3 separate regions of the Mus musculus genome follow, and all the other regions are linked to region 1. Evidence: chromatin contacts called from public Hi-C data. All regions are on one chromosome and are shown on one strand. The core of a region is the stretch at or near the end of the contact, and the rest is flanking DNA. Distances in the headings are between cores, read along the strand shown.

Evidence for each region. A called contact is a pair of places that touch in the nucleus more often than the background predicts.
Region 2: a contact with region 1 is called in a Hi-C map of uterus, with 4 times the contacts expected there. The contact joins two enhancer-like sites. A contact is called at or near these places in 3 of 484 Hi-C or Micro-C datasets (liver, myocytes and uterus).
Region 3: a Hi-C map of uterus shows a contact between it and region 1, with 4 times the contacts expected there. The contact joins two enhancer-like sites. A contact is called at or near these places in 1 of 15 datasets of contacts at CTCF or cohesin (pro-B cells) and 2 of 484 Hi-C or Micro-C datasets (liver and uterus).

What each region holds. Positions count from the first base shown.
Region 1 is chr1:82,187,351-82,190,612 of GRCm38.p6, reverse strand. No RefSeq gene overlaps it. Among named protein-coding and RNA genes, the nearest start is that of Mir6344, 57 kb to the right of the region's middle. Within about 2 kb of position 1,587, at least 68 of the 459 cell types and tissues checked have an H3K27ac peak or open chromatin away from gene starts, as enhancers often do. A contact at or near this core is called in uterus, where this site is marked.
Region 2 is chr1:81,519,340-81,522,601 of GRCm38.p6, reverse strand. No RefSeq gene overlaps it. Among named protein-coding and RNA genes, the nearest start is that of Nyap2, 440 kb to the right of the region's middle. Within about 2 kb of position 1,526, at least 31 of the 459 cell types and tissues checked have an H3K27ac peak or open chromatin away from gene starts, as enhancers often do. A contact at or near this core is called in uterus, where this site is marked.
Region 3 is chr1:81,592,310-81,595,571 of GRCm38.p6, reverse strand. No RefSeq gene overlaps it. Among named protein-coding and RNA genes, the nearest start is that of Nyap2, 520 kb to the right of the region's middle. Within about 2 kb of position 1,796, at least 153 of the 459 cell types and tissues checked have an H3K27ac peak or open chromatin away from gene starts, as enhancers often do. A contact at or near this core is called in uterus, where this site is marked.

The sequences.
Region 1 (3,262 bases), core at 338-2,837:
CAATTAAAATGTTTTCCTTCATAAGAGTTGCCATAGTCAAGGCATCTCTTCATAGCAATAAAACCCAAACTAAGACATCCAGGGCTAACAGGAAGCATGATTTTTTTTTTTTCAGTAATACTGTCTGCCATTGTGGAGGGATAAGGTCATGTATTCAAATACAAATATTCATGAAATGAGAACCAGTTATATTTGTCCCATTGGAAAATTCCCTTCTTCAGATAAAGAATCATAACCCTTACTGTTTCCCCAATCAGGTATTGTATGGGACCATGATTCCCCGAAGAATGACACCCTGGACTCAAATAGTATGTAATTGCAAAGAGTGTTTTATTCTGCAGAAGTCCTACATGCTGGGGTCTCCCCATTACCAAGATAGAGAAACAATCAAGTAAGCTTGCAGGCCTGATTTAAAGCACATTAGGGAATTCAAGGATAGGTGAGCTCTATGTTAACCTGTTAGCTCCGTCTCTATGGACATTCCATTACCGGGGTATGGGGGCTGGAAACTTGCTGGGGAGGTCTGGAAGCTGCTGCTGACCCATTGTCCTTGCCTTAGGCAAGGTGTCGGCTTCTGAGGCCTGGATTTCCCTGCAATTGCCCAGTTCTTGGAAATAGAGATTTAGGCCTAGTCTCCTTAACTGTCAATTTGAAGCCTGTCATGGAATCAGCCCTGCCTTCTCAGTATAAATCGGTGTGAAAGAGTAGTCATAAAAGCAAAGTGGACTACAGGAGCCAAGGAAACATGTCTCCATTTCTCTCTTGTTACTCAAGATCCAGTGAGTCTTCCCATATCTCCATGGATACCAATGAGTAACACCAGTAATAGCACCCAACATTTGTCACTGGGCCAGAAAGGCGGTACATGTGCAAGGCAGGCCACCTACTTGGAGAAGTCTGCTTGATTTATCATCCAGAACACGCAGATAGGGAAAGGGCCAGTCTGAACTCAGCAGCAAGCAAATGCTCAGAGAAGCAAGGGCAGGTGTCCCTGGGGGCACAGACAGTAAAACCAAAGGCAGCTCTTTGCAACCTCGTGAACAGTGTATAATTTGCTTCTTGCTTTCTCTTTTGGGCTCAGGCCAGCATCCTTTGGGGGAGTTTGCTGAAGGCAGAAGAAAAACCTTGGCTTACTTTTTGTTAGCATAGTAATTTTATTAACGTAACTGGTTTTGAGTTTTATAGTCCCTTAAGGCAAGTGGGGTACTTCTGGTTTTGCACCCATTTTCATGAAGTTGATTTTTATGAGTAAAACCCTGTGGCATATAAATAGGCTGCTCCTTTCTTCGTGAAAGCAGGATATAGCTGGGGTTCCCCTACTACAGAGATCCCGTACATTTGAAATCTTCTAAAGTCTTTGGGTTTAAAGATATTTTGGGTTTGAAACTCTAATGTAAAGTTAGCATTTGGCAGAGTAGGATAGTTTAAAAGAACTATGCATATTAATATAGTAATTCCTAATTAACAAAACGACTTTCAAATAAGCCACTGTGCTAGCTGTCTAAGGAGCAATATCTTTAATTGCCCTAAGATAAACTCCACAGAGCACCCACAGCTGGGTAACAGATAGCAATAAAATCTGTCAATAAAGCAAATATTGCTCCACCCCTTTAACTCTGCTTGCTTGTCAGAAAGCTGTGAGCCGAGTTGTAATGGAGAGTCATTTAAAAGATACTGAGACACGCTGGGACACATCTCTGCTTATGCGAGATGTGGGGGAATAGCCTTTTAATCCTTCAAAGCTAATCATAAAGAAACGGAAAATATTTAGGTAAAAGTTGCCTCCTTTGAAGAGTTACGTGTCTACAAGAAGCCGGCTAGGATTATCGGCCTTCGGATCAAACATTTCTTGTGCCTGATTTTTAATGTGAACACTGTGTACCCAGCTAACTGTGATTACCATCTAATTAGGCCAGACTTTGCTGGAAGTTAGTAAACACTTTCATCATAGATGTATTCTTGGTCTCCTCTGTCATGTTTATTCTTACACAGTTTTTTAATAGTAAATTAATCGAACTCTTAAATTACCTGTTAGGTGGTTTCTAAATCTTACTCTGGTGTGAGTGTATGGAAATTACTACAGTAATTTGTAATTACTACAGTAGTGTGATTAAGAGTGGGACCCCTAGCCTATGTCAGTTACCTTTCCTGAAGCCAGAAGGTAAAGACGAAGACAAGCAGGGTGTGAAGGATGGTAGGTGGGGATTTTGGCCTCTTAGTACCATGTATTTTCTTGTAGAGCCTCTCTGATAACAGCCCCTTGTCCTCATTATTGTGTCAATTCTGTGTGTTTTCCTGGGACTAGAGGTTGCAGTAGGATCCTCTTTCTGACTGTCAACTCTAAGTAGCCCTCTTTCAGGCTGACAAATGGACCAATTTGAGTCTATTATCAAATAGCCTACTTTAAGGATATTTGAGTACCCCCCCCCCCTCTCTCTGTCTATCTATCTATCTATCTATCTATCTATCTATCTATCTATCTATCTTCTGTTGTCATTATTACATTGACAGGTCATAGTTATCTGTTACCAGAGATCATCTTGAAGTGACATAAATAATGAGCTTCAACAAGGACAAAGTTGAGGAAAGGAGAAACTGAATTCTGAAGACATGATTTGTATCTAGGTACATGCCATTTCCAAAACCAGTGATAATTCAAGAAATCTCTGAAATGGGAGATTGTCTTTTACTCAAGACCCAGCTGGAGTTATTTCTATCATTTGAAGCCCAGGGTCATGGTGAATACAAAGAATTCCTTGCTTCTTTAGGCAACTTTCAAAGCAGATTTAGTTTCACTAGAAATCCGAAGTGTAGTACTTACAGATCACACCAAAGTAGGGGCCTTCTCATCTCGAGTAGAAGATACAGTTTGGCACCTAGATTTGCATGTCTGTATAACTTGTACATGTGTACAAATGCATTTGGAGAGCACTGGGTGACACTAGGTGTCTTTGTTGATTCCATTCCACCTTGTTTTTTTGAGATAAGGACTCTCACTGAACATGGAGATTAGAAACAGATTTGTCCAGACTAGCTGGTCAGTGAGCTCCAGGGATTTCCTTCTGTTCCCCCTCCACCGTGCTGAGATTATAGAAGTGCCACCATACCTGAATTTCTATGTGGACACTGCAAATCTGAACTTAGGACCATAAACTTGAGAAACAAATAGTTTACCAACTAAGCCATCGTTCTGGCATCCACCCACAGACAAATTTTGAACCCTATTTACACATGATTTCTGCCTCTTGTGAACACTGGGTAT
Region 2 (3,262 bases), core at 277-2,776, 670 kb after region 1:
CTGTATCACTAATGAATAAAATTTAACTATTCAGGAAAACCTGGTAAAGGAAACACTATATATTCTAGATTTGTAACTTCCAATCAATCTGTAATTTTGACAAAATTAAGGAATATTTAGGAACTCATCACTGAACTTCCTGTGACTACAGATGTATCCCTTCCTTCTGGATGAACATCTCCACCAGAGGGTTACCTTGCTTATAGTTGAACAGCCATAAGGAAAACTGCGGCCCACTGTGCTCAATTTCACTATAAAAGGCAAACGAGCAGTTGTTAACAAGTACCTTTTCAGGACTACTCTTCTCAGACACTTCTTGCTAGCAGGCTGTTTGGAGAGGCTCCCAAAGTTTTGGAGAGCTAGTGCTATATTTGCTGGACAGGGCTGATGCGCCAGACCTTGAGCCACAATGTCATGATCCCTTTAGAAATTGTTAAGTTACTTCCAATAAAAGCATGGTGGGCTGGTTTGGTGGGCTGATTTGGTTTGTACTCACCCAACTTGGCAACACAGTGATGTGAGCTGCCTTTTTAAAAGCACAGCCTTGGGCTGCTGGGCTACCTAATATCACAAAGATCTCTGGATCAGCCCGCTTGATTCCCAGGAGAGCCAGCCCAGGAGCTATGCTCTATCAGGCACCAGGACATTGTTCACACTGGCGATTATCGATGTGACATAGTAGAAAGTGGTCAGATTGGTCAAAATCATGTTGTTTTCCTCTCTGGCTATTTAAAATCGTGAATGTCTAGGGGAACAAATGCAGCAGATATCTGCCCCACCCCATCCACTGCAGAAACCAAATATCTGGACAGAACTAGAGCACAGGGGCTGAGGGCAGGAGCAGCAGCCAGGGGCCTGAAACTTTCACCACAGGAGGCCTTGGCTCCTGGGTGACATAGCATTGCTAGATTCTGAAAAAAAAAATCTTTGAAGTGCACATGTCTCCACAGAAACTAATAATGTAATCCTAGATGTCTACATTTGTTTCCTTAGATACATAACATAGCACAAACAATTTGGTTGCAGTTTTAGGGGCAGTTGTTTATAGCTACTTTGTTAAATTAAGGGGCTTTTTGAGAATCAGGAGATGGGCCGATAGCCCTCAAAGATTTAAGCAAGAACCACAATTGAAAATTATAACCTAGCCTGCTTACAAGGTTATTTTTAGCTCATTCGTCTGCTTCTAAACACATTTCTCTATATTATTCCTATAATACGTTTCTGTTGGTCACAGAGACCACTCTCCCAGCTATGCTAACATGAAGTTCTCCGGAGACCAAAAGCAGAAATAATAAATAAGAAAGATGAAAGGGAAACAAAGAGTTAAGGGCAGTGTATTACTCTCAAAGAAAGCCTTTCTAAAGTTTCCACAAGGAAAAGTTCTGCACACTAAGAACTTTCTTTACATTTGTCCAGTCCTGAGAAACCTTTAATGTCTGCAATCAAATGAGCTAACCCTGTGTGGAAAGGGAAAGGGCCTGAGCCATGCGATTCAAAGCAAGTAAGCGAGAAAAGCTGAACCAGGCTGATGAATGGCTGTGTATTCTCACAGGGTGAGGTCATGCATTTTCCCCATGAATAGCTATCTCCCTTTTTACTATTGACTACATCACCCATTTTATTTGGGATTATTTTGTTTGGGTGTCAGGGATATTTGTTCCCGTGACCACCCTTCCCCCATAGAAACCAACATTTTATCTATAAACACAAAAACACTGAACCCTTTGAAGCAGGTAGGCCCAGAGCTGTTCAGCTGTTGCCCTTGACCTTAAGAGAACTTGTATTTTTTTTTCCCCTCCCCTGTTTCTCAGCTCAGATTCTATTTTCCTGCCAGCATAACACTGTGACCATTCTCATGGAGGCCACTTGTGCTGAATTGGCAAAATCGCAGCAAATATTTGACATATATTTAATAAGTGTCATGTCGAACTCTGAGGGTTTACTTTCGCTGCATACATTACCCTTGGTTGAACGGGCAGCCTCATCCAAGTCAGACAGAAGTGTGTATCAGTGTGTATGTGTACGAATGTGACATTAAAAAAGATAATAAACTGGAAAGCATTATCTCATTTTCATTTTTTAGCTTTAGCTTTAAAATAGACTCAAAGCAAAACAAAGCCGTTACTGATTGGGTTTTTATCTAGTTATTTGCTCCATGTATGTTCTTCAACTGTTTTAGTTTTTTTTAGATTTCAATAACGTTTATAAAAACAAATTCATAACACTTGGAATTTTCTCCATTTTTATCTGGAGATGATAAGGGTACAAAGAGGAGAGAGAGGAAATGAGCCTGATCATGATCGCGTGTGGCTATGAAGCAGTGCTGACCATGGCTTTCTCTAATATTAACTACATGCTAGTTTTATTGGATCACATTGATGGTGTTTTTGGGCTGTGGGCATGAATTTCCAGTGTTATGAAAATAAAAGGATCTCTTTGTTCTATGACCTAAAACGAACCAGAGAAAAATATTTGGTGGTACAGGCAGCACCCAAATAAGTTTCTTTTTGCCTTCTTGCTTTTTTCCCCAGCGCATGTGATGTACGTACTGACTTTCTATTCGGTATATAATATAAAAACTTAGAAACCTGTCATTAAATAATCACAAGGTAAAGTAACTAATATTTGAGAAACGCATCCTCCCTGTGACATCTAAGCCGTATTCCTCAGGATGAAGTTCAGATTTTCAATTGTTTCCAGAAACCTGACTATCTAAGCATATCATCTTAATTTTGGAAATGGATTTAAAAATAAAGTAGAAACCCATGCGTTTTTGAGCACTGGCTAACATCGTAAGATTCTCTATAAAAAGTCAAATAAACAAGTGTCTTAAAATAATATAAGGTCTCCTTTAAGCATTAACGTTTTTTTTTTATAATGGACATCTATCCATCTACCGTAATTGGCACAGTAGGAATAAACAAAAGTTGAATATATTATGACTAGTTGACTAAATTTAATATGTTCTCATTGATTTCCAAAGTCGAACATTAAAACCTCACACTTTAAGGAGTGATCCATGGTCCCAGCATTAAAATAAATTACCTTAAAATTGACAAAGAGTATGAATATAAGCGAACCATTCTTATATGTATTTCAGTCTTACAGGCAAACACAGCGCCTTGATTATGAGTCTCAGGAAATTCCAGCTCTTCTAAAATCCAGGCTCTCAGGAAACTCTCTATAAAGCATCTATGACTCAGGTCAAAGGGCTCAGTGAAGCTTCTAGACTGTCATATTGAGCAAGGGTGGAGCACCAGTA
Region 3 (3,262 bases), core at 547-3,046, 600 kb after region 1:
TATGAGCTTATCTGTAAAAGGCCATCATATGCATCCCTTTACAGACACAACAAAGCCTTTAAAGAAAAAAAAAAGTGGATTCTCATTACTTTGTTAGCATGTTGGTGCTCCGAGCAAATGAAAGTTCTCGGATGCAGAGCATCCCTGATGAAGAGCATCCTCTGCAGGCTTCCCCTGCCCCCCGGAACCCTTGACTTCCTGACAAACACTTTGCAGAGAAGGAAAAATACCAAGGCTTCTTCTTGGCTTTGATTTCTCTGCAGCAGGATGCCTTAGACGGAATGTGCTCTCCAAGTGTACAAGGAACTTTCACGGGGGTCGGGGGTGGGGCATCGCTGAGGACCTGCTTTCTGCTCTCCTCTCTTTGCATCTTAGGGATGCAATCTAAACTACCCTTGAAGGGATGGCAGTGACATCTCTCTGAAGTTCCCCTAAACAGGAATTCTGGGAAAGTCCTCTCAGGACCAACAAGAGTGTTCCTACAATGGGCATCCTCCAGATAACACTGGTTTCTCAGTATTGAGAACCCAAGGACCGGCTCTCTGAGTATGTGTTTGTTTCAGGAGCAAAGGCACCCCTACTCCCCACCCCCTACCCCCACCCCACTCCAGTTTTCTGCTGTCTGTCAGCTCTCTTAGCCTCTTCATTCCTCCCTTCTGTCTAGACCCAGGGGACCAGAAAGGAGACTGTGGCAGTCTCTAAGAATACAGTATAACAGGTAAAGCTATTTGTTTGGTTAATTTCTCTCAGTTCAGTTAGGTCGTTTGGTCATCATCATGGTACTCTTGTATTTTATAAAGAACTGCCAGCTCCCAACAACACTCTCTTTCTTCCCACTGGAAACAGAAATATGTCCTCTTCAGGAATTTTCCACTTAACAGCCCTGGCTTCCCCAGCTGTAGCCTCACACACCAACCTGCAATGCTGTATTTATTTCCACTGCAGTTTGTCGGTTTTCGTCTTTCTTTCTTTCTTTCTTTCTTTCTTTCTTTCTTTCTTTCTTTCTTTCTTTCTTTCTTTCTTTCTTTCTTTCTTTCTTTCTTTCTTATCCAGCACAATGAGTGGTATTCAGTCATTTTAAAGCCACTCAACCACCCCCTACATCTTAGCTCTTTTTAAAATAATGCATACTTTCGAACAATGTCAGGGAGAGCCAGAAGCTTTTAAGCGACATTACAGTTAATTAGTTATGTCGCCATCACAGAATCATCAGCATTCTGGTCGTCAACTCTCCCCTCTTCTTCCCTCCCCTCCCCATTCTACCCCATAATTTTCTCATCCCAGACCCCTTTCCTGTCCTGTAAATACATTAAAGACAAACCTCACGGTCCATATTCTTTTCTCCCAATTGTTTACTTTTGCAAATTATTTCACTTGAGCAATATTTACAAACTATACAACAGGCCTGACGCGATGATAAGAGAGGAGACAGATTGCTTATAATCTCCGCTATAAACCAGGAAGAGAGCTTGCAAATGTGTTCCCAGCCCTGCATCAGCAAAGGCTTGCAGCTGAGCCCGATCTCAGCGCCACTCCCCACCACTCAAACGCTGACTGCAAAATTGGGGGCCCCTAATGCCAGCCCAAGGAGTTCCTGGGAGGGAGGAGGCATCCCAAGTCTCTAGTCAATGCAGGGAAACGAGGGCATTTAGGGGAGATCAGTTGCTGGTTAAGTTACAGGGACATGATGCTAGCCTTCTCTGATGAAGATTGTAGGATCCGTGACCACAAAAGCCTGCAGTGCGGAGCTCTGCGGAGTCTGCGACTAGCAGAAGGAGGAGGAGCCAGGAGGAGCCTCCCCAGTCTGGCAGGGTGGTAGCTTCTCAGACAGTCTGGCCTAGGGGCGTCACAGGAGCACAGCTGAGTGTCTGTAGAAGGAACTAGAATTTCGAAGATATAGAGAGGGGGGAAGAAGAGAGGAGTTTGTTCAAGCTGGGAGGGCGGGCCCCAGGGGGCGTATGCAACAAAAGAAGAAATAGATTGCAGCCTTGCGGGACACCTAGGGTATTTCTTTCAGGGGGCATTACTTCCACTTTTAGGCAGGAACAAGAGCTGGGAGGCAAACAGCAGCACAAGCTGACAGCTCCAAGGTGATCAAAGGGGACAGAATGAATGTCTTGCTCTCAGAGCTATTTATTACAAAGAGAGGGGTGCTCCTGGCCACGCTGAAGGGGAGAGGGATTAAGATCAACTAGAAAGAGACCGGCCTGTGCCTGGCTCCTTTATGTAGGAGCGGAAAATGGGCATGTATATTTTAATATATGGATATTTAAGTGTAGTTGCATTTGAAGAATGGTATTCAGTACAGGTTTAGTCCTCTCCATGGACACCACACACACACACACACACACACACACACACACACACACACACACACACCAGCAGCAGCAGCAGCAGAAGCACCACCCCACCACCATCACCACCACCTCCACTACCACCTATATGATATCCTTATGACTATAGAGGAAAATTCTACCTCCCACTCCCAAATGTTACTGTACTTATTAAACCGTCTCAGCATCCTAAAATGAATGGCCCAGGACTGGGACATTTTTATCCAGACACACCCCCAAAGGGACACTAGCTAACTTTCTTGGGTGTAATTAACCTTAAGCATCAAGTACACACACACACACCACACACACACACACACACACACACACACACACACACACACACACACTTCCGTGATTTGGGGAGAATCTGTCTTTTTCTAAGGGCAACAGAGCAAGGTGTAAAAATACCCTTCTATATTTTAGACAAGAAATGCCTACCTATCCAGGAGGCCTGTATGTGGGTCCTCCTTAACATTTGGGCAGAGCTCTATATGCCTTGCAAACTTCAGCATGAGGCTTGGTCCCACAACAAAGGCATGGGAAGCAAAGAGACTTCCTGGGCATTAGGTGCAGTCTCCAGAAATACAACGTAGCTGTCTAAAAAGTCTTGCCTGATGTGGAACACACTTTTGTACACGATAATGTGGACCTATGTGTATGCCCACAGCTTTGTCTGCCTCTTTACACTAAAAGTTTACAAGGCAAAACAATTTAACAGCAACAAACAGACTAGCTTTTACCCAAATTCAATATAAAACAATGGCATCTTCCATGAGATCCCACTTGCTCCAAATTATTCCTTTCCCCAGAAGGAGTAAATTTTATGCTATGATCATATGCACCTTATTTTTGTGTACATATATGGAACCATATAACATTTAAACATCTTAATTCCAAATATATATAACTTGATTTTTGTGTATTTA